Linked DNA regions of Nomascus leucogenys: region 1 is linked to region 2. Evidence: chromatin contacts called from public Hi-C data. All regions are on one chromosome and are shown on one strand. The core of a region is the stretch at or near the end of the contact, and the rest is flanking DNA. Distances in the headings are between cores, read along the strand shown. Region 1 overlaps STON2 (stonin-2). Region 2 has its middle 26 kb from the start of STON2.

Evidence for each region. Hi-C and Micro-C count contacts between places; a contact is called where the count stands out from the background.
Region 1: a contact with region 2 is called in a Hi-C map of a lymphoblastoid cell line, with 3 times the contacts expected there. The contact joins two enhancer-like sites. A contact is called at or near these places in 2 of 4 Hi-C or Micro-C datasets (both in a lymphoblastoid cell line).

What each region holds. Positions count from the first base shown.
Region 1 is chr22a:24,343,292-24,346,349 of Asia_NLE_v1, forward strand. STON2 (stonin-2) reads left to right here. Exons shown (of 8, transcript XM_030804175.1): 6 at 1-1,401. Among named protein-coding and RNA genes, the nearest start is that of GTF2A1, 48 kb to the right of the region's middle. Within about 2 kb of position 1,505, the one cell type or tissue checked has an H3K27ac peak away from gene starts, as active enhancers do. A contact at or near this core is called in a lymphoblastoid cell line, where this site is marked.
Region 2 is chr22a:24,154,397-24,157,456 of Asia_NLE_v1, forward strand. No RefSeq gene overlaps it. Among named protein-coding and RNA genes, the nearest start is that of STON2, 26 kb to the right of the region's middle. Within about 2 kb of position 1,500, the one cell type or tissue checked has an H3K27ac peak away from gene starts, as active enhancers do. A contact at or near this core is called in a lymphoblastoid cell line, where this site is marked.

The DNA of each region.
Region 1 (3,058 bases), core at 255-2,754, 190 kb after region 2:
AGCAGGAGAGGCGCTCCCAAAACAGTTCCATTTCCAGTACCACGGGCAAAAGCCAAAGAGATTCCCTCATTGTCATCTACCAGGATGCCATCAGTTTTGATGATTCAAGCAAAACCCAATCACACTCTGATGCTGTTGAAAAACTCAAACAACTCCAAATTGATGACCCTGATCACTTTGGCAGTGCAACTTTACCTGATGATGACCCAGTAGCCTGGATTGAACTAGATGCTCACCCACCTGGATCATCACGGTCCCAGCCTCGTGATGGGTGGCCAATGATGTTGAGGATCCCTGAGAAGAAAAACATCATGTCGTCCAGGCACTGGGGACCGATCTACATCAAACTGACAGACACTGGTTACCTGCAGCTGTATTATGAGCAGGGCCTAGAAAAACCATTCCGTGAGTTCAAGCTGGAGATGTGTCATGAGATTTCAGAACCCCGGCTTCAAAACTATGATGAGAATGGCAGAATCCACAGCTTGCGGATAGACCGTGTCACCTATAAGGAGAAGAAGAAATACCAGCCCAAACCTGCTGTGGCCCACACAGCAGAGAGGGAACAGGTGATTAAGCTGGGCACCACCAATTACGATGACTTCCTGAGTTTCATCCATGCAGTTCAGGACCGTCTCATGGATCTGCCAGTGTTGTCAATGGACTTGAGCACAGTTGGCCTGAACTACCTTGAAGAGGAGATTACAGTGGATGTCAGAGATGAATTCTCTGGCATTGTGAGCAAAGGAGACAACCAGATTCTCCAGCACCATGTCTTGACGCGGATCCACATCCTGAGTTTCCTGTCTGGGCTTGCAGAGTGCCGCCTGGGCCTCAATGACATCCTCGTCAAAGGGAATGAAATAGTTTTGAGGCAAGACATCATGCCCACCACCACCACAAAGTGGATCAAGCTCCATGAGTGCCGTTTCCACGGGTGTGTGGATGAGGATGTTTTCCACAACTCACGGGTCATTCTGTTCAACCCTTTGGATGCGTGCCGGTTTGAGCTAATGCGGTTTAGGACAGTGTTTGCTGAGAAGACCTTGCCTTTCACACTCAGGACGGCCGCAAGTGTCAATGGGGCAGAGGTGGAGGTGCAGAGCTGGCTGAGGATGTCAACTGGCTTCTCCGCCAATCGTGACCCCCTCACTCAGGTTCCCTGTGAGAATGTGATGATCCGTTACCCTGTGCCCATTGAGTGGGTGAAAAACTTCCGCAGGGAAAGTGTCCTGGGGGAAAAGTCTTTGAAAGCCAAAGTGAACCGGGGGGCAAGTTTTGGCTCCACTAGTGTTTCTGGCTCTGAGCCTGTCATGAGAGTAACTCTGGGAACTGCCAAGTACGAGCATGCCTTCAACTCCATTGTGTGGAGGATAAACCGACTGCCCGACAAAAACTCAGGTGGGTGGTGGTTCCTCTTCTGTGAAAACAAACATACAGTTGTGAAAAAGCTGAGATCAAAGTTCCACATCCTGTATGAAGTGCTTGTTTTTGTTGTGTGATGGGAGTGGTGATGGAGGGGGAGTGGGACCAGAAAAGTAAAAATAATTGAGCAAGGTAAGTAATGCTTATAGTGACCCAGTTCACTCTGTCTTTTTCATCCTCTCATTATCACACATCTTCCATAAAACTAGGGATTATTCTTCTCAGCTGAGCTGCTAAGCAGCTTTTCAGGGCAGCTTCTGAATTTATATTCTTTGGGGACTCATTAACATATTAGCTGTGGTGCTGGAAGTGATTCATTTCTAGATGGCTTCTGAAGAGACATCTTTCTCACACTGCCCTCGATGTAGGTTAAAGGGCCAGTTTATGGCCAATCATGGACAATACACTGAGAGGTTAATTTTATGACTCCAGCTACCCTGTGCAAGGCCTGTCAGTCATAATATCTCATGTTCAGAATTTGGCTCTGGGACTGGGGGATGGGAAAGAAAAGTGGCCTTCAATCAGACTGAAGATCCAGCTAGGACATGAATTTCTAAAAGGGCCAGAATTCTAGCAGACAAAATATAAAGAAAAGAATGTTTTATTTAGACAAACAAAAAAATGCTTACCAGCCCTAGCTGGGCTGCTCACAGCTATCAGGGATGCTTTTGTGCTTGAGTGAGTCCAGAAGGCAATTACTTCCCCCGTGGGTCCCGTGAGATTTAGTGAAATGACAAAATGAGGGAGCAGTCAAACCAGCACTAATACACATATTTCTTAGAGTATGTCTGGGTGACCCCAGTGGTAGGCAGCAAGCCCATGATCTTGTAAGCCTTTAAACCCCTTCTTTCCTTGTTTAGAATACACTTTGCCCATCTGTTAAGAAAAGTGGATATGCTAGCTGAGCAAAAAGAATAAGGTTTGGAAAAACTCTTGATTGTAATGGCTTTCTCTTATGTGGCTATCCTTTCTTCCATTCTCACTATAAATCCTAGCAGTGTGTTCAGTCTTCCTCTCCCGCTCTGAGTGTGGAGTGGCTGTATTATTACATCCTAAGTGTAATGCAATGTGATGGCAGATGGCAATATGATCGGGCCAGCTCCCCAGGCAATCCAGGGAGTGGACACACACCAGGGCGTTCTGTATCAGACACTGGGTATAGCTGTGCAAACTGAAGAGACAATTGGACCTCTGTGTTTGAGGCTGGTTTTGCTACTCCCTACTTCTAAACTGACAGAATTTTTAAAACCAAGTGTTCCTCTCTGTGCCTGCTTATTCATTTCCCCTGAAACCAGCACTGTCTTCTGCTGGTGGTAGCACTGTAACTTCTACCTTATCCACGGGGCCCCTCTGACTTGACAGAGGAAGAGAGAAAACCCTGAACTCTCCTTTGACACGGAAGCCCTTGGAAAGAGACAACCATGGAATTACGGGATTTTCAGGCTGGAAGGGACCTTGGATAACTTAGTCAAGTTATTTATAGATGAGAAAATTAAGGTCAGGAAGGTGATGTGACGTATCTAGAGAGTCATGCAGTCACATCCAGGATCCTTTTCTTAATATATCACTGGTGCCTCCTGGTAGATGAAGCCAAATAGACACAAATATTGAAATAATTTCCACCAGAAGAACA
Region 2 (3,060 bases), core at 250-2,749:
GTGACCCGCCCACCTCAGCCTCCCAAAGTGCTGGAATTACAGGCGTGAGCCACCACGGCTGGCCTCCTCTCTCTCTCTCTCTCTCTCTCTCTATATATATATATATATACACACACACATACATATACATGTATTTATACATATATATAGTTATACATATATTTATGCATATATATATTGTAATGCACATATGTACATATATTTGAATTTGAATGAGCAGATGGACTTTCCAGTAGAAATAACATTCTGAAAGATGGTGAAGATCCAGAGTCATCGCTGGTGAAAACCTGCCTAAATACAAATGTACTTGAACGACTTATGTGGCACTGTGTACTTAACTAGCTACTTCATGTAGGATTTCTCTGAACTCTTTACCCAATCACTTCTCCCTATTCCCAAGAAAGCAGGAGAAATCTCTCCTAGAAAAACAGCTTCAAGGAGGGAAAAGAAAGTGAGTATGTCTGGCAGGTGCTTTCATGGCCCATGGGGGGCCCAGGGATGACAATTTCTACCCCGCAGTGGGGTGGCTGTGCTCCAGAAATTGGGTCAGGAGGGCTCTACATTGAAGGCAATCCACTGAAGTGACAAAGCCCTTTGCAATCCCAAAAGCAGGAAACACTGAGTACTTAAGCCACCGCTGAAAAGAAACCAAGGCAGTCCCCGCCCTCCTCCCTACAGTGTGGCAATTCCACTCAACACCGCCTGAATGCGTATTAAGGCCAAGGCCTTGTGCCAGGAAGGAAGGGCACTGTGATGGAGCTGGGGGCTAACTCTTCCACGAATGCTACCTGGAGATGCCGTTGGGCGTGAATATTCTTACACGGGGCATGGCCTTTCCACGCATGTCTTTCTTCCTCCAGTAGGTTGACGCTGTCATGAGATCACAATGATGAGAAATTGCAAGAAATATAGTTGGAGGATTTGCTTAGATTTTCTTAAAAGTGTTACCGGGTGGGCGAGGTGGCTCACGCCTGTAATCCCAACACTTTGGGAGGCCAAGGCGGGTGAATCATGAGGTCAGGAGTTCAAGACCAGCCTGGCCAACATGGTGAAACCCCATCTCTACTAAAAATAAAAATAAAAATAAATAGAAGGGCGTAATGGTGTGCGCCTGTAATCCCAGCTACTTGGGAGGCTGAGGCAGAGAACTGCTTGAACCCAGGAGGCGGAGGTTGTGGTGAAACAAGATCGTGCCACTGCACTCCAGCCTGGGCGACAGAGTGAGACTCTGTCTCAAAAAAATAAATAATAAATAAATGAAAGTGTTACCAAGTAGTGATACTCTGGCCAAAGTACAATTAAAAAGTGAAAATCAAGACGTTTCAATATCTCTTTAAGGAAAGCGCTGTACCCCCTTCTTAGGATTTTATGGCTGGAAGACACAGCTGTCGTCATTCTGTCTTCCTCCCCCAAGCAGCCTCCACTTCTTTTGTTTCTGTAAAAAGGAAGTGCGGGGTAGAGAAGAACCGAATCCACAACTCAGGCAGTCTCCTTTTGCTCTGTTTAGCATTGCTTCTCTCAAAGATGCACAGTACATTGGATTGGATCATAGTATAGACGGTCCGAGCTCCTTTTTTGGGTTGAAACGCAACCTATGTCTCACTAATCTTTTTAAATCTGCGACTACCGGTTCCTCGGAAAAGTATGGCTGCAGTTACCATAATTTCTACTAGAGGGCACAAAAGGGCTACATCTGAGGCAAAGTTTAGGCGATAAAACTTTCTGGGTTTTTCGAAGTTTTTCAGACGTCTTTTCTGGGGTAGGCAAAATCTGAGGGACAAGTGCTCCCCAGATTTCCTGGAAGAAAATCACTGTAACTACTAGAAACATCACAAAATGTTAAAAAGTACACTAGGCCAGCAGTGTGAGTTGTGACATGTACACAGAGCTTTCTGGCTGATGTCGCTGAAGAATGAATGTGACATTCCTCTGTCAGCAAGTGATGCACCCCCTGCCTCTAGAAATATTTTCGTCATCATCGTGACTAAATGATGGCTTCCATAAAGAGATGTCTTAGCCACTGGCACCTGTGTGTGGCCTTACTTGGAAAACGTTAAAGATCGCCAGCTGAGATATTCTAGATTATCAGTGTGGGCCCAAAATCCAGTGACAGGTGTCCTTATTTTTTTATTTTTATTTTTTATTTATTTATTTATTTTTTTTTTGAGAGGGAGTCTCACTCTGTCTCCCAGGCTGGAGTGCAGTGGTGCTATCTTGGCTCACTGCAACCTCCACCTCCTGGGTTCAAGCAATTCTCTGCCTCAGCCTCTGGAGTAGCTGGGATTACAAGCACCTGCCACCACGCCAGGCTAACTTTTGTATTTTCTGTAGAGACGGGGTTTCACCATCTTGGCCAGGCTGGTCTTGAACTCCTGACCTCGTGATCCACCTGCCTCGGCCTCCCAAAATGCTGGGATTACAGGCGTGAGCCACCACGCCCGGCCAACAGCTGTCCTTATATGAGAAAGGCAGAGGGAGATTTGACACACAGAAAAGGAGAAGACACAGAGCAGAGGAAAATGCTTTGTGAAGATGGAGGCAGAGATCGGAGTTCAGCTGCCACAAGCCATGCCAGGAGCCACTAGGAGCCAGAAGAGGTCAGGCAAGTTCCCTTTTAGGGCCTCTGGAGGTAGCACAGCCCTGCAGACACCTCGATTTTGACCTTCTGGACCCCAGAACTATGACAGAGTAAGTTTCTGCTGTTTTAAGGCACCAAGTTTGTGGTGTAATCTGTTACAATAAGCCTAGGAAACTAGCGCAGTCATCCTAAACCATGAGTGGTCAATCGGAGCGATGTGGCCCCAAGGAGGAGAGAATGGGCTCCTGGGAGGGTGTGAAGAAGTCTTAGATATTACAATGGTTTGTCATCCTCCAAGAGGATCTATAAACAGCTTTATGTATAAACATAAACAGATAGACAGTATACTTGTGGTATTAAAGTTTTATACACAGTGGGGAGGAGAAGGACAATTAGGAGGGGAAAAAGTCTAAAAGGGCTCCTTAGAAGAATTCTTTTTTAAAAGTTGAGAGGCTGGGCGCGGTGGCTCATGCCTATAATCC